Regions from separate parts of the Sus scrofa genome. Here regions 2, 3, 4 and 5 are each linked to region 1. The links are chromatin contacts, called in public Hi-C maps. All regions are on one chromosome and are shown on one strand. The core of a region is the stretch at or near the end of the contact, and the rest is flanking DNA. Distances in the headings are between cores, read along the strand shown.

Region 1 (2,916 bases), core at 171-2,670:
TGTGGACATTAGAATTGCTCAGTGGAGGGGTTCCCATTGTGGCGAAGCGGGCATGAACCCAAGTAGTATCCATGAGGATGCAGGTTGGATCCCTGGCCTCACTCAGTGGGTTAAGGATCCAGTGTTGCCTTGAGCTGTGGTGTAGGTTGCAACTGATGCTCAGATTGCACATTGCTGTGGCTGTGGCAAAGGCCAGCAGCTACAGCTCCAATTGGACTCCTAGCTTGGGAACTTCCATATGCCTCGAATGTGGCCCTAAAGAGCAAGAAAAAAAGGGGGGGGGGAATTGCTCAGTAGATAGAACCCATTATGAAGCCTCCAGCTTTGGCTCTGGCTCTGGCACTTACCAGTTGTTAACCTCTAGGTGCCTCAGTTCTCTCATCCATAAAGTGGAGATAATAATAGCAGTTAAGACTGTTGTGAAGACTGAATAAACTCATTCAAGTCGAATGATGAGGACATAACACGTTATAATTAGTCATCGGTGTGTGTTTTCATGAAGTAGCCCAGTAACTTGGAGATAAATGAACTATCCCTCCCTCAGCCTAGCATTGTCACCCCTGTCCCAATCCTCTCCTCACTGTCCTCCATTAGACGTTCAGGTCCAACCATCATTGGCGGATGGTCAGAGACCTTCCCACTGCCCTTTCTCTATGTTTCCTTGCTGCAAAGCCCAACTCAGAGATCCATTCTCTGGGACCATCCAAGACTCCTCCAAAGCCAGGACATACTCCTAGAGACCTCCCTGCCAAACTCGAAGTCCCACCCACCACGTTTTATGCCCTCCTCCTTCCACCTGCAGGGGAAAACACCGTGCCAGCCAGCCTTCTCCTTCCCTTCTAGGCTGGTGCTGCTAACCTTGGACCAGGCGGAAGCCAAAGGTGCCCTCGTAGTCCCTACACTGCCCACAACCTCAAAGTCACCACCAACGCTCCCTAAATGGGTACTCCCTACCTCTCTACCACGATCTGTGACCCCCAAGTGTCTATTTCCCAGCCTGTGTGACACCAGAAGGGTCCACACCCGAATTTGTATGACTCTAGGAGTTTCCACTTTCCGGTCTCTGAGTACCAGGGACCGCCCACACCCTTGACAGGGAGCCCAGGAGTAATCCATTCCTGCAGCCTGGAACGGACTACTGAGGGCCGGGGGTGGGGGTTGGGGGGGGACGCAAAATGGAACAGTCTGCCCAGGATCGTACCACTGCGGAGAGGGTGGCCATCTTGTAAGAAACAATTTTGTTTGTGGTGGAGGAAAAAAACGGCTGCCTCATTCCCTAATGGAGAAAGGACTGTCGCCATCCTGCTTGTCCCAAGATTCCTGTACCGTCCTCCCGACTCCCAGCCGCTTCAGGGGGGTGTGCTCACGCTGGTCGCGCCCTCAGCAGCTCTTACACCCGCCATCTTAAACCACTCTCACCGTCCCCTCTATTCCTTAATTTCGAAGTAGCTCGCTAAGCAGCGGAGCCGGTAATTGGCTCAGGGGTGGGGAGAGCAGGATCCAGGGCTCTGATTGGTCGATAGTCAAATTCTCCTCCCAGCTCTTCTTTGAAGCTGCAAGGGTTCGGAGAATAACACAGCCCCGCCTCCGCTTCCGCGCTCCGGGCTTCCATTGGTCACGGGTTCGGAGCATGCGCAGTGGGTGCCAGACCCTTGTGCCTGGCCTCTTAAGCTGCACTTTGGGGCTTTCGTGTGATGGGTTCGAATACCGCCTCGGAGGTTCAGATTGTTTACGTGTAGAAGGGGTAAAAATTAATGTTTACTCCTGGGGGTTAGTAAGATCACACACCAGGGCGTGGTGCCTAGTGCACTGAGCCATACAATCGTAAACTCTGTAACTATCCCACTAGGGTTTTCTTGCCACTGCCCAGGGGTTCTTGCATTCATTATTCTCTAGTCAAAACAAAAGGCGTTCTTTGAGTTTTAGGAAAACTCTCAGAAGTTACTTTAAATAAAAGTACATCTTGCCACAATAGGATGAGCACAGTTGGGCCAGGACTGAAAATTGCGGTGAACATCTTGTGGTCTTCAGATATGATGTACTAAAATTATTAATTTTACTCCTGAAAAGACTGGTACAAAATTACAGGAGTTCAAAGCCCTGACAGCGAGGCCTTTGACAAAATGTATTTAAGAGAATACAAACTTTACCCAGTATTCAATGTTGTGCAAAGCGATGGTTAGGCCTGGTCAGACCACGACAGGATTGCTATGATTGCTAGGTGTTATTTAATGTACATCACAGTGATACCTACTTTAAAGTCTGCAATGTTTACATTATATATGTAAACTAAACTATAAGTCTAGATTATATGCATTATATAAATATAAATACATACATGATTCACAGGGATATAGATGGTATAGGTGGGGCCCCAGTTCACTGGCCTGGGTCAGTCACATGCTGAAAGGGAGGGGACTGTTGATCATTTAACACAGTGCCCCCAATTTTAGGAAGCCTGTGCCCTGAGTCTCCCGCTTTCACCAGACGGGACAAATTTCTCTTAATTCACTCAGAAACTCCAAGTGTATGCCCAGCACTGCCTCCACTGCTGAAAACACAAGCAGGCCTTTGTATCAGCTCTGATTCTATTACAAGTGTGCATATGGGCACTTGAGGTGCTGGGTAGAAAAAAATCGAAAGGTCAGTTAAAGTGTGAGCACTTGGTCATCACTAAATGTTTCTGATGGTGACCGGATTTGTAACATATACTTCAATTTTGTATCTACACTCAGGGTCCACAGTTGGTGAGGGGTGCATTGTTTTTGAGATCTTGCCCTAATGCTTATAGTATGGTATGAACCAACATGCAATACGCTATATAGTTTCTTTTTACAGAAAAACACCCCAAAGTGATACAATTAAAGAAGACAGAAATGGAAGGTCTTTAGCTTATGAATTAAAGGATGAGTCTAT
Region 2 (2,916 bases), core at 197-2,696, 250 kb before region 1:
GATTTTTGCAGTAGTGCAATTGGCAGGTGATGGTGGCTTAGACCGGGAAGTGGCAGTAAGAGTTGGAAAGTCAAAAGATTTCAGAGATAGAAGTGGCAAGACTTGGGATCAACAGGTATGTGGAAGTTGAGGAAGAAGGAGCAGTTGACTTCCAAGTTCCCTGGCTTGGGCAAAGGCTGGGTGTCATTCATTCACTGTCAGTGGGAACATCAAAGCTGTTGCACACATAATGACAGGCACATAGCAACTACTTGGTAAAGGCTACCTACAATTATTATTGTAAGTTCAGATCCAGATGTGTAATGCTGGACAAATATCCAGCAGGGAGTGGGATATAGGGTTGAGTGAGACGGTCACGAGAAGAATCAGTATGATAATGTGCGCAGGCATTTTGCACAGTTCCCTAAACACCATAAGCCCATTAAGTCTCATGAGCTGAAAACACCACCAAAAAAAAAAAAAAGAAAGAAAGAAAAAGAAAACACAGCTCTATTCTGTTTATTACTGCCACCCTTCAGTAAGAACTTCAACTAGGGTTGGCATCTGAAGGGAGAAAATTAGGTGGCACTCAGAAGAGCTTGTATTGCTTGGTTCCTAAGATTGGCAGGGAACCCTCACCTCTCCCGACACCTTCGTGGTTCGTGAGCTCATCTGAATTCTCCAACTGCACCCTGAGGTAGTTTGGGCAGGCATTATCATTCTTGTTTCACACAGAGGTAACAAGAGGTAAAATTTACACAATGACTTGCTCAAGGTCAGACAGTTGGTAATGGTTCGCCCATGCCTGGAACAGAGGTCGTCCTGACTCCAAAGCCTGAGATCCTTTCCTTTGCACTGACATGCAGAATAATTAATTGAGCACTTACTGTGTCCTAGGCACAGCGGGAGGCCCTTTGTAAGCATTAATCTCTGAGGCGTAAATTGGAATGATCATGGCCATTTTATAGAGAAGTGGAAATTGAGGATTGGGTGGGTTTTAAATGGCTTGCCAGAGATCACTCAGGAGTGGCAGAGCCAGGATTAGCTTTTAGTTCTCCATCCGTGCAGTAGCAGGAATTTTACCAACCTCATTGTGAAACGCTGGTTGGTGACGGAGCTGGTTTATAAACTTCGCTCGATTCAGGTACACTCAGTTTGGGGGTGCGGGGGGAGGAGAAGAAAAAAAGAGGTGTGGGGGGGTGGAGAGGAAAAGGCTTTGCCGCGCCTGCGCACTAGCCACAGGGGCGGGGAGGTCAACGCGAGGGCGAGAGTGCGGCTGTGCCAGAGAGGGCGTGTCTGCTTTCCAAACACCCCCTGTCCCCACGGTTCAGTCTGTCCCAAGGTTGGCCCGTCCGACGTGAGTGACGATATCTCTTAACCAATCACCGCAGAACTAGGCTTGTTGCCAGGGTGAAGCGGCGCCCGCCTCCTCACCGGATGTGGATTTGCAGGTGGGTGGAACCGGAACTGACGCTTCAGGGTCTAGCTAAGCTCTGGGAGTGTTGATATTTTCCTGTCAGTCCGGCTGACTGCAGCCAAGTTGGAAGCCTGGAAGGGAGGCGATTTTAAAACTGTCGTGTGCGGGGCAGGCCACGCTGTCCAGTTGCAGTACCCCCGCTTGCGAGTCAGAGCCTCGGGGAGAGAAGAGCAGGACGGGGACGACGAGAGGAAAGGCAAGGAACGAGGGTGCCGACTTTGACTGAAATCTGAGACGGAGGGCAGGGGAGGGCGATTATTCGCTTCTGATTGGCCCGTGGGCATCACCGAGGACCCACGCAGCCGCTTCGATTGGTTGGTACCCGCAATTGTTGTGGCGGCGGTGAAGATTTTGCCCACGTACTTCCGAGAGAGAGGCGGGGCTGTGCCCCGGCGCGCGTGCGCAACGCCCCGGGCCCCACCCGGTAGTTCAAGAACCTGCGAGGGGGCGGGGCGAAGAGGTGCTTGTTTTGGTTCTGTTTCCTTTGAAGCCGAAGGCCGGAACGAGCGTAGCAATAATCTTGCTGGACTTGGGGAGAAGGCTACGACAGGCTCGCACCGGTGCCTTCATCTTGGACTTCACATCCGGGTTCTCCAGCCGCGTGACCTGCGCGCCGCCGACGGTTCGAGAACCGGTGCCGCGATCTCTTTATCCGGGTCCCGGCGATCCCGTCGTGCTTCGCGCACCACTGTAGCCCCCTCATCCGGGTCCTCTCCCAGCGTGCCCCGCGCCGGGTTTGCTGGGGGGTACTCGGCAGTGCCGCCATGACTATTCTCCCCAAAAAGAAGCCGCCGCCTCCCGACGCCGACCCAGCCAACGAGCCGCCGCCGCCCGGGCCGCTGCCCCCGGCGCCGCGGCGCGGCGGGGGTGTAGGCGTGGGCGGCGGTGGCACGGGCGTGGGTGGTGGCGACCGCGACCGTGACTCGGGCGTCGTGGGGCCCCGTCCCCGAGCTTCGCCACCGCCTCAGGGCCCGCTCCCGGGGCCACCAGGTGCACTCCACCGCTGGGCGCTGGCCGTGCCGCCCGGCGCCGTGGCGGGACCCCGGCCACAGCAGGCCTCTCCTCCTCCTTGCGGGGGTCCCGGCGGTCCCGGCGGCGGTCCTGGTGACGCGTTGGGTGCAGCGGCAGCGGGGGTGGGCGCGGCGGGCGTGGTGGTGGGTGTGGGCGGCACCGTGGGCGTGGGCGGCTGCTGCTCCGGGCCGGGCCACAGCAAGAGGCGGCGTCAAGCCCCCGGGGTTGGCGCGGTCGGCGGGGGCAGCCCTGAGCGCGAGGAGGTCGGCGCAGGTTACAACAGTGAGGACGAGTATGAAGCGGCTGCAGCGCGCATCGAGGCCATGGACCCCGCCACCGTTGAGCAGGTATGGGCAGGAAGGGGGGTGACAGGTGAGTGGGTGTGGTGGATGGAATCCCCAGACAGGGTAAAGACCCAAGGAAGGCTGTTTTGAGATGGAGCCTGTGTC
Region 3 (2,916 bases), core at 201-2,700, 220 kb before region 1:
TGAGTGCATGTCTGTGTGGGTCTGTCCGTGACAGTGCACGTGTGGTTTCTGTCTGATAGGGTGCACGTCCGTTTGTATTCCTGTGACAGACTCTGGGTAGCTATTTCTGAACAGTGTCAGTGACGGCGCTGCACGTCTGCTGTATGTGTGTGTCTGTGACTGTGACTGGATCTGTCCATGTCTGTTTTTGTGACACTGCCTATCTGTTGCTCTAGCACCTAAGTATATGTCTGGCTTTGGAGCAGTGCATGTGTGTCTCTGGAGTGTTTGTGTGTGTTCCTGTGTCAGACTCTGGGTCTCTCGTTTCTGGAACAGTACAAGTCTTTTCTGTGACACTGCATGTCTGATGGTGCCAGTGTCTTCGTCACAAGTTCTGGCTGTGTGTCTGGCAGGACATATCTGTGTCCTCGTTACATGTAGGTCTATGTGAATCTCTCTGGAGTGCCTTTCTGTAACAGTGCATCTCTCGAGTGTCATTCTGGAACTTGACTCTGGCAGCATGCCTGCCTGACAGTGGATGTCTGTCTATGTGTGACAGTAGGTATCTGCATGTGTGTCTAGGACAAGCTCACATGAATGGCGGCACATGTTTGTGTATTTCTCTCGCGGCAGTTCTGTGTGTGTCTTTGGAGTGCCTGTCTCTCTTCCTGCGGCACGAGAGCTATTTTCCCCAAATCTGTGACTTGACCACCTCCCGGAGCTCTCTCAGTCCGTCTCTCTCATCCGGAAGCATGCCCAAGAAGCCACCCCCACTCTGGCTTGCTCCCATCCCCAAGAACCCCCCCCCCCGCGCGCGCGCCCCATTCGCCATTCCAGATTCTAGATCTGCTGACTGGGCTCACAGCCAGGTCTAGGCAGGTCTGTCTAGGTTAAGGGCTGCACAAACAGCCCGCAGGCCGTGGCCTCCGGGTGTGGGAACACTGCCCTTGACCAGTGCTCCTCCCACGGTGGTGAGGGAGGTTAGCCCTCCCTGACGGCTGAACAGGTTCTTCCAGGATCCTCAGCTTCAGTTTCCGGGCGGAGGCTGCCAGTCGCCTAAAGGGCTCTGGTTCTGGTGTGAGGAGCACCCTTTGGAGACCGGCCGGGATTCTTAGAAGCCTTAGAAGGCCTGGCGTTATCTCCGGCGGCGGCAAAGCAACTTCCTAGAAAAGGAGGCGGTGCATTGAATTTTTTTTAAGTTTATATATCCACGTACACACACTTACATAAAAACAACCCTGCGCAACAACCAAAACAAACGCGGTTGCTGCAAAAGGGATTCCCATAACCAGTTTCCTCTTCGCGCGCGCCCCCCTTATTTGCATGCAGGCCCCGCCCCCGAGGAAGATCCGGGCATGTATTTGCATAAGGGTGCTTGGAACGTTGAGGGTGGTATGCAAATAAGGACTGGCTCCGATTGGCTGGGGTGCAGCAGGTGCCGCGTCCGGATTGATCAAAGCCAAGTGGGCGGGGCCGTCGCCCGGGGCGACTCTCTCGGGAGGCGCGTGCCCTGTCTCAGTAGCGTCGGGGCTGGCGCGCGCGGCGAATCTTAACATCGCGCTGTTTGCCGGCGCCTCTGGGCCACCAGTTTCCTTACCTTCCACCCTGGCGCCCCCCAGTCCTGGCTCCCCAGCCTCGCTGCCCCGGGCGTCCACGCCCTGCGGGCTCAGCGGGCTCAATCTGCGCAGCTCCTCCTCCATGTTGACTAAGCCTCTGCAGGGGCTGCCCGTGGCCCCCATGACCCCCACGCCGCCGCCAGGTGAGAGAGGCTCCCCTACGGCGACCAGGCCGGGCGGGCTGGGGTGATTGAGGGCGGCGCGGGGGGGAGGGGGAGAGGGTCGTGGCCGGCCTCTGCACGCCGCCACCCTGACTTCCCCGCCTCCGCCTGCGTAGGAGGCAAGGATCGAGAAGCGTTCGAGGCCGAGTACCGACTCGGCCCCCTCCTGGGTAAGGGGGGCTTTGGCACCGTCTTCGCAGGACATCGCGTCACAGACCGACTCCAGGTATCCACCACGAGGGTCTTGGGAGGGCCAGGTGTGTGTGTGGCGGCGGCGGGAGCCCGGGGGCTGGGATGCTAATTGACCAGAGAATAAGCGTACAATGTGCGTGTGCTAGGGTCATGAAGGCCGGGATCCGGGTTACTGGGGGTATCCTGGTGCGCGCGCGGGTGCGCGCGCAGACGCGCGGGCGTGGGGGGGGGCGGTCCAGGTGGGTATGTGGGGGGAACGGAGCGGTGGGTTCAAGGCAAGGATTGTGGAGGTCCCGAGAGTGAGACTGGGGAGTGGGGGAGGGGGGAAATCATGAGGATTCTAGACCTTGGAATCCAGGAGAGGTGTATATGTGTGGGAAGGTGGGGACCCAGAGCTGAGATTTGGGGGATTTTGGAGGCAGGTGTCCAGGATGGAGACGTGAGGATCAGAACCCACCCCCGTACAGTCCTGGGGCTGGGGAAATCGAGGGCTTGGGGTGTTAGGACATTCAGAACTCCGCACCCGGAGCGAGGGGTCCTGAAGCCTGGGGGAGAGCCCAGGGCCAAAGATGGTGGGAGAGGTGTACTCGCTTCTGGGGACCTGGAGGGCAGGGGAGAAGCTCCAGCTCATTTGAGGTTGCGGCGTGGAGTGGTTGGGACCAGAAAGACTAGGGCGAAGAGGGTCCAGACTGGGAGGGGTCTGGGGGTTCTCTGCTGGCCCCTTCAGCTCAGCTCACTTCTTCAGGTGGCCATCAAAGTGATCCCCCGGAATCGCGTGCTGGGCTGGTCCCCCTTGGTGAGTATCTTTGGAGTCCTTTTTGACCTGGCGACGCCATCTCTGACGATGGATTTCGCCTTTCTATGGTTTGTATGACTCTCTGGGCCCTGTAACGGTGAGAAGAACACTCCTACCAGCCCATGTTTACTCCCCTGTGGTGACATCCACACCTCCATACAGTTCTGACTCA
Region 4 (2,916 bases), core at 248-2,747, 200 kb before region 1:
TTCAGTAAGCTTAAAATAAATATCAATGACCATTATCCGTATTATTAACCAAAGATCTATGCTTGGCACACAACAAACCTGTAATAGATGTCACCTGTCAATAAAGTGAAAATGAGTTTTCCAGTACACGGCCACACCTTAGCCCAAAATAGATGCCAACTTTTACTGTAATGACAGTAAGGTATAAATACTGGCAACGGCAGCACAGCAGGCCAAAATGACAGATCCTATCATTATCCTTGTTTTGTTTTTTGTTTTTTTGCCTTTTCTTGGGCCGCTCCCGCGGCATATGGAAGTTCCCAGGCTAAGGGTCCAATCGGAGCTGAGCTGCCAGCCTACGCCAGAGCCACAGCAACGCCAGATCCGAGCCGCGTCTGCGACCTACACCACAGCTCACGGCAACGCTGGATCCTTAATCCACTGAGCAAGGCCAGGGATCGAACCCGCAACCTCATGGTTCCTAGTCGGACTCGTTAACCACTGCGCCACGACAGGAACTCCCCTACCATTATTTTACATACTGTAAACCATAATGCATATGCCAGCCACTTAAGCAGACCCGAAATACATGTCAGTTATTGAACTGGTGAACAAGTCGGTATATATCGCCTGAACAGTACCTGGCTCTACAGTAGATCTGAAAAAAATGTTACCTACTAGTATGGTAAAGAACAAAATATCAGCCTCCTCCCACTGTATTTGGTCCAAAAGAGGCTGTAATAGATGTCAGTTTACTATTAATATCCTTAGATACTCTTCCAGGGATCGATTGGATTAAATCTGGCGTATGAAGATCCAAGATAAGCATCAGCTGTCAGTATTAGGTACGACTAAAGCTGAAATGTCTATTCCCTGCCCCACCCCCACCGTAGGCGTCCGCGCGCACGCGGTAGGAATCGGCGTCAGGAATACGTATTGTTTACAACAAAATGTCTGCCAGCCCACTGCTTGGTATATAGTAGGCCCATACTAGGGATCGAGTGGCAATATCAACAACAAAGTGCCTGTCAAGCCTGGCACATGGTAGGCCCATCTGCTCTTAGCTCTCTCACCGGGCTCGAGATGTTTGAGGATGCCTCTCTTGGCCAAGCGGGTCTGCAACGCAACGGGCAGCGGCATAGCGGGTAGCAGACAGACCTAGGGAAGGACAGACGAGAAAGCAGTTCAGATAAGGATTTGAATCTGGAGCTCGTAAGCAAGCGCCTCTCCCCAACATGCACTCATCTAGACTCCCACCTACCCACCTGCACCAGGAGCTGGGCAACAGAACCTACCCGCTAAAAGGTGGAAGGGATAAACGGCAGTATCACCGAAATTCTCGCCAACTCTCCTCTCCAGGCGGGGTGCTCCGGGACAGGACTCCTCTCCCAGGCCTCCTCTCCCAGGCCTAGGCTCCACCCATCGCCGAAGGGGCCAAGCGCCGCTCCCCCGCGCCCCAGAAATGGGCTCACCCAACGTCCCCCAAAGACTGCCGGGTGGAAGGAACCAAGGAGCAGGGGTGGGGGGAGCAGGGTTTCCTCTAGCTCCAAAAAATGCGCCCACCCCGACATTACCAATACAGTCACGCGGGTTGCGGAAGGCTGTCAGACTGTCGGCCTCTCTCTCGACGCCTTTATGATCGCCAGGACCACGACTCTTTTTCTCCTGAGGGAAAGAATGAGGCCCTCTCTCCCTGAGCCAGAGGTAACTGGGCGACGCTCGGGCTGCAGAGAACAGATGACGGAAACCTAACTGGCCAATGAGAGTGCGCCTTGGCCTGACGTCTGGCGAAAGGACCCAATCATTACCTTGGAATAGGTGGAAAGCTCGGGCGCCTGTGTGCGTTTACAGTGGGGGTGTGGCCCGGCCGGGATTTAGCCAGACTGCGCGGCCGGACGCCGGCGCCATGGAGGAGTACGCTCGGGAGCCTTGGTACGGCGAGGGGCACAGGCCTCGGGACTCTTGCTGCGGCGCCACGGCCAGCGGTGGGAGGCGGGCGGGGGAGGCGCTGGCTACACAGCGCCACGTCCCAGACTCGGGAGACTTTTAAACGTTTGTTGTCTCCTTCCGCTCCCGTCCACTTGTTTCCTTACTTGGGCTCCGTTAAGAGGGGCCACAACTGTGTGCTTGAAGGAGCTGGTGCGGTGCAGGACGAACCACTCCACGTTTCCCTTGACTCTTGTCCCCGGTCCCTCTTGTTAACGGAAAGAGACACGTTGGTCGAATCCATTCCAGCCGGGGGGTGGTGTGTTGCTAGGCGGAAATCCCCAGGGTTACCGCGCGTGGTTTTTCCCAGGTCCCTTTGGTGAATGGAGGCGGGGCTTGGGTGAGCCCACTGTGGGCAAGGAGGGGGTGTCGGATCGTCCCCACGGTCTGCAGCTAGGTTTTTCCTCCCTCGTGCAAGGTGAAGAAAGGGAAGAGCGTGGCTGGACGAGCTCATTGTCGGAGGAGGGGGTGCGACCCCCGTTGTACTTTACAGTGCCAGCTTGTTAACACTTCCGTAGCGCTTATTTAAACGTGCCCACTCTTTGCTTGCAATCAAGTCATTTAATCTTTGCTAGCAGTAAACCAGTTGGCTGTGAAGGAGAGGGGCGGACAAGGGCAACGACTAATGTTTTTCCCCCTTCCGCACTGTTTCTTTGCGAGAATATGGAGGAAAATACCCTCTTTATTATTTGAAGTGCTGCTCCCCATTTGAGTGACGTAGTTTCTCCCAGCTGGAAAGTGTCCTTGTGACATAAAATGGGGGAGGGCTCACATTAACCCTATCCTCCCCTTCCCGCTTGCAGCCCATGGCGAATTGTGGATGATTGCGGTGGAGCCTTCACTATGGGTGTTATCGGCGGTGGAGTCTTCCAGGCCATTAAGGGCTTCCGCAATGCCCCTGTCGTGAGTCCTGACCTTCCTTGGGTGGTGCGGGGGTCTTGCCCCGCCCAC
Region 5 (2,916 bases), core at 136-2,635, 140 kb before region 1:
TGCTCCCCCTCCCCCTCAAGAGGGCCGGTCAGGGGCCTCACCGAGGTGACGCTGGAGTCGTGTGGGGGGGAGTGGGGGTTGTGCCTACTTCTTCGCTGCCTGGTTGTGGTGGAATCCTGGCCGGTGGAGGTCATGGCTGGGGAGACTTCACCCCTGACGCGGTTCTGGGGGGTGGGATGGAGGTGACTGAGAAGGGGCCCCGAGCGCCCTGAAGACCCCTCATCCCAGCCCCTTCCCAGGCCCCGCCCCCTACGCTAGCCTCCATCCCTTAGGCTATCTATTCCCCACCACCTCTAAACTCCGCCTCTCTCAAGGCTCTCTCCCTCCAAGGGGGTGTCCATTCCACTTGGTCCCGCCCATTCCACGAGGCTCCACCCCTTTACACTATTCTTTACCCTTTCGGTCTGGCTCTTTCACAGAGCAATTAACCCCCTGGCCCAGTCCTGATCTAAGCCAGCCCTTGCCAGCTAATCACCGCCCCTTTCACTCTATCAAGCCCCATTCCCAGATCCTTTCATTCCTCAAAGCCTCGCCCAGACCCCACCCCTTCGCAAACCTGCCCTGGCCAGCCAATCTCCCAGGATAATCACCCACCCTTTCACTCAGCCAGCCCCAGCCCCGGGCCCCGACTCCACCCTTAACGATCCACTTAACTCCACCCCTTATCGGGCTGGACCGGCACCTTCCACTAGGCTAGATCCCGCCCCTAACGTTTCAAGGAGCCCAGCTCCTCAGGGGACTGCCCTTTCCCTTCCGCCAGGCTCCACCCCCTGCCCAGGCCCAACCCCAAACGCTTCCCCAAGCCCCTACAGCCATTTCCGAGCCCCTCCCCCAGACCCGCCCCCCCCTCCCCGCCCCCGCTGTCGACGTTGACGAATCCCTCCACTCACTTGGCGCAGCCCCTTTCTCAAACTCCGCCCTTGGCGCGCGCCGCCAATTTCTCGGCGACCTGTAGGGCCGCGGGTGCCTGAGCCTCTCTTTTCCATTGGGCCAGATCTCTCTACAGCCCGCCCCGATCCCGCCCACACCGGGGAGAGCCGGCCTTGCGCCTCCAGCGGAACGCACAAACGGCGGATCAGCGCGTCAGTGCGCGACGCTGGCCGTGCCGCGCCTGCGTGAAGCGCGCGCCGGCTGCCTGACGCGGCGCTCGGGCTCAAGCTTCTCCCCTCCCCCAATCGCCACAGCTGTCACCCTGGCGGTCGTGACCGCGGTTTCTTTGTCCCTGTCCAGTTACCTTAGGAGCCCACCGGACTCGCGCCAACTGTACCGTGCGGTGACTCAAGAGTGCAAGCAAGCAAGCGAGGGAGTTAGGAAAGGGCGTCTTCTCCCTGCCCCCTGGCTTCCCGCGCGGCGCGCCGTGATGACGTAGCGCGGGCGGGCTGGTGGCTGGGCCTGGAGCGCGGTGGAAATTGGACGAGGCTGGTGGCGGCCAAAAAGGGAGTGGTGATGATGACAAATGTGAGAATTTTCTGAGTTCATATTCACTAAGGTGGTACGCAAGGAAGCACTCACCAAATGTTAGCTATTAATAGTCTGCCGCGAAAATGGATGGTGGAATGGAAGGGGGAATGATCGTGACGATAGCAAGTTGTATGTGACAGGCATTGTCGTAAGCCACAGTTCTATGAGGTACTTCCCAGTACTAAGGCTGCTTTGCAGATAAGGAAACTGAGGTTATGGGACTTAGCCATGTGACTTTGGGCAAGTTACTGAACGACTCTGTGCTTCAGTTTCCTCCTCTGGGAAATTGTGATAATAGTGCCGGGGAGTCAGAATGGACCTTGGGAGGGGAGTTTTTCTTGGGTGACAGCTCTTCCTGTCTGCTCCCTCCAGTGGGTAACCTCTGCACGCAAGCTGGAATAGAAAGTGTATGGGTAGGGGGGAGTTGCGCCCCCCCCCCACAATGCGCCCTCCCAACTCTCTCCCACCCCATGGCTAAATGTCTGAATATCAGCCTCGCAGGAGGCCGGTTTGTCCTCCTAATCTCCCTCTCTCATTCTTCACCATTTCCTACCGGGCTGTAGGCTGGGGCGGGAGAGATAAGGGGTCTGGGGTTCAGCATCGCTGACTAACCAACAGATTGACAGCCCCACCGCCCAGTAGCTGGGCCCTCTGACACTCTTGCAAACCCGTTTCAACCTAGTCTTCCCTTCCACTCTTTTCCTACCTGAACGTGTCTTTTGTCCCAGTGGAAGAGGGTCGCAGCTAAAAGACCTTTACACCTCCACGTACGCCAGAGAAAACATGTATATGCAGTGATAAACACAGAGGAACGTTCTGAGGTGATGCTTGCAAAGTGAAAGAGTAGGGAGTCTTGTAAGGGCCAAGACCCACTTTTTTTGTATAGTCAGAAGGGAGGTTTCTGTACAACAAAGGTTGGCAAACTTTTTCTGTAAAGGGCCAGATAGTAAATATTTTAGGTTTTGCAGGCCACATACTGGCCTCTGGGGCATTTTCTTCCTTCCTTTTCTTTCTTTCACTTTCTCTTTTCTTTTCTTCATCTTCTTTTTTTAGGGCTGCACTCGCAGCATATGGAGGTTCCCAGGCTAGGGGTCCAGTCGGAGCTGTAGCTGCCGGCCTACACCACAGCCACAGCCACAGCCACACCAGTTTGGAGCCGTGTCTGAGACCTACACCAGAGCTCAGTGCAATGCCGAATCCTTTAACCCACTGAGCCAGGCAAGGGATTGAACCTGCGTCCTCGTGGATGCTAGTCAGATTCGTTTCTGCTGAGCCATGACGGGAACACCTTCCCTTTTCTTTCCTTTTCTTTCTTTTGCCTTTCCATGGCACACAGAAGTTCCCAAGCCAGAGATGGATCTTGAGCCACAGCCACAGTGACTATGCCAAATCCTTAACCACTAGGCCGCCAGGAAACTCCTCCTTTCCTTTTTTTGTTTCCCTTTCTTTTTTTCT

Evidence for each region. Hi-C and Micro-C count contacts between places; a contact is called where the count stands out from the background.
Region 2: a contact with region 1 is called in a Hi-C map of embryonic fibroblasts, with 1.8 times the contacts expected there. The contact joins the promoter of OTUD5 here to the promoter of WAS in region 1. A contact is called at or near these places in 2 of 5 promoter capture datasets (fetal liver and liver), 2 of 47 Hi-C or Micro-C datasets (embryonic fibroblasts and heart right ventricle) and 1 of 2 datasets of contacts at active chromatin or transcription factors (alveolar macrophages).
Region 3: a contact with region 1 is called in a Hi-C map of liver, with 7 times the contacts expected there. The contact joins the promoter of PIM2 here to the promoter of WAS in region 1. A contact is called at or near these places in 4 of 47 Hi-C or Micro-C datasets (heart right ventricle, liver and skeletal muscle) and 1 of 2 datasets of contacts at active chromatin or transcription factors (alveolar macrophages).
Region 4: a contact with region 1 is called in a Hi-C map of liver, with 7 times the contacts expected there. The contact joins the promoter of TIMM17B here to the promoter of WAS in region 1. A contact is called at or near these places in 1 of 5 promoter capture datasets (liver), 3 of 47 Hi-C or Micro-C datasets (embryonic fibroblasts, heart right ventricle and liver) and 1 of 2 datasets of contacts at active chromatin or transcription factors (alveolar macrophages).
Region 5: a contact with region 1 is called in a Hi-C map of liver, with 5 times the contacts expected there. The contact joins the promoter of HDAC6 here to the promoter of WAS in region 1. A contact is called at or near these places in 2 of 5 promoter capture datasets (fetal liver and liver), 8 of 47 Hi-C or Micro-C datasets (alveolar macrophages, embryonic fibroblasts, heart right ventricle and 3 more) and 1 of 2 datasets of contacts at active chromatin or transcription factors (alveolar macrophages).

What each region holds. Positions count from the first base shown.
Region 1 is chrX:42,773,101-42,776,016 of Sscrofa11.1, reverse strand. It overlaps WAS (wiskott-Aldrich syndrome protein), which reads right to left and starts at 1,420. Exons shown (of 13, transcript XM_021080063.1): 1 at 1,202-1,420.
Region 2 is chrX:43,028,001-43,030,916 of Sscrofa11.1, reverse strand. It overlaps OTUD5 (OTU domain-containing protein 5), which reads left to right and starts at 1,446. Exons shown (of 9, transcript XM_003484107.4): 1 at 1,446-2,814. The coding sequence starts at 2,221.
Region 3 is chrX:42,997,109-43,000,024 of Sscrofa11.1, reverse strand. It overlaps PIM2 (serine/threonine-protein kinase pim-2), which reads left to right and starts at 1,450. Exons shown (of 6, transcript XM_003360311.4): 1 at 1,450-1,738; 2 at 1,873-1,982; 3 at 2,694-2,744. The coding sequence starts at 1,678.
Region 4 is chrX:42,974,868-42,977,783 of Sscrofa11.1, reverse strand. It overlaps TIMM17B (mitochondrial import inner membrane translocase subunit Tim17-B), which reads left to right and starts at 1,497. Exons shown (of 6, transcript XM_003360308.4): 1 at 1,497-1,911; 2 at 2,769-2,868. The coding sequence starts at 1,739. It overlaps PQBP1 (polyglutamine binding protein 1), which reads right to left and starts at 1,138. Exons shown (of 6, transcript NM_001246668.1): 1 at 1,053-1,138. The coding sequence starts at 1,119.
Region 5 is chrX:42,916,380-42,919,295 of Sscrofa11.1, reverse strand. HDAC6 (histone deacetylase 6) reads right to left here and starts at 1,385. Exons shown (of 29, transcript XM_003360315.5): 1 at 1,235-1,385; 2 at 42-164. The coding sequence starts at 134. LOC110257658 (a long non-coding RNA gene) reads left to right here and starts at 1,373. Exons shown (of 6, transcript XR_002340570.1): 1 at 1,373-1,458.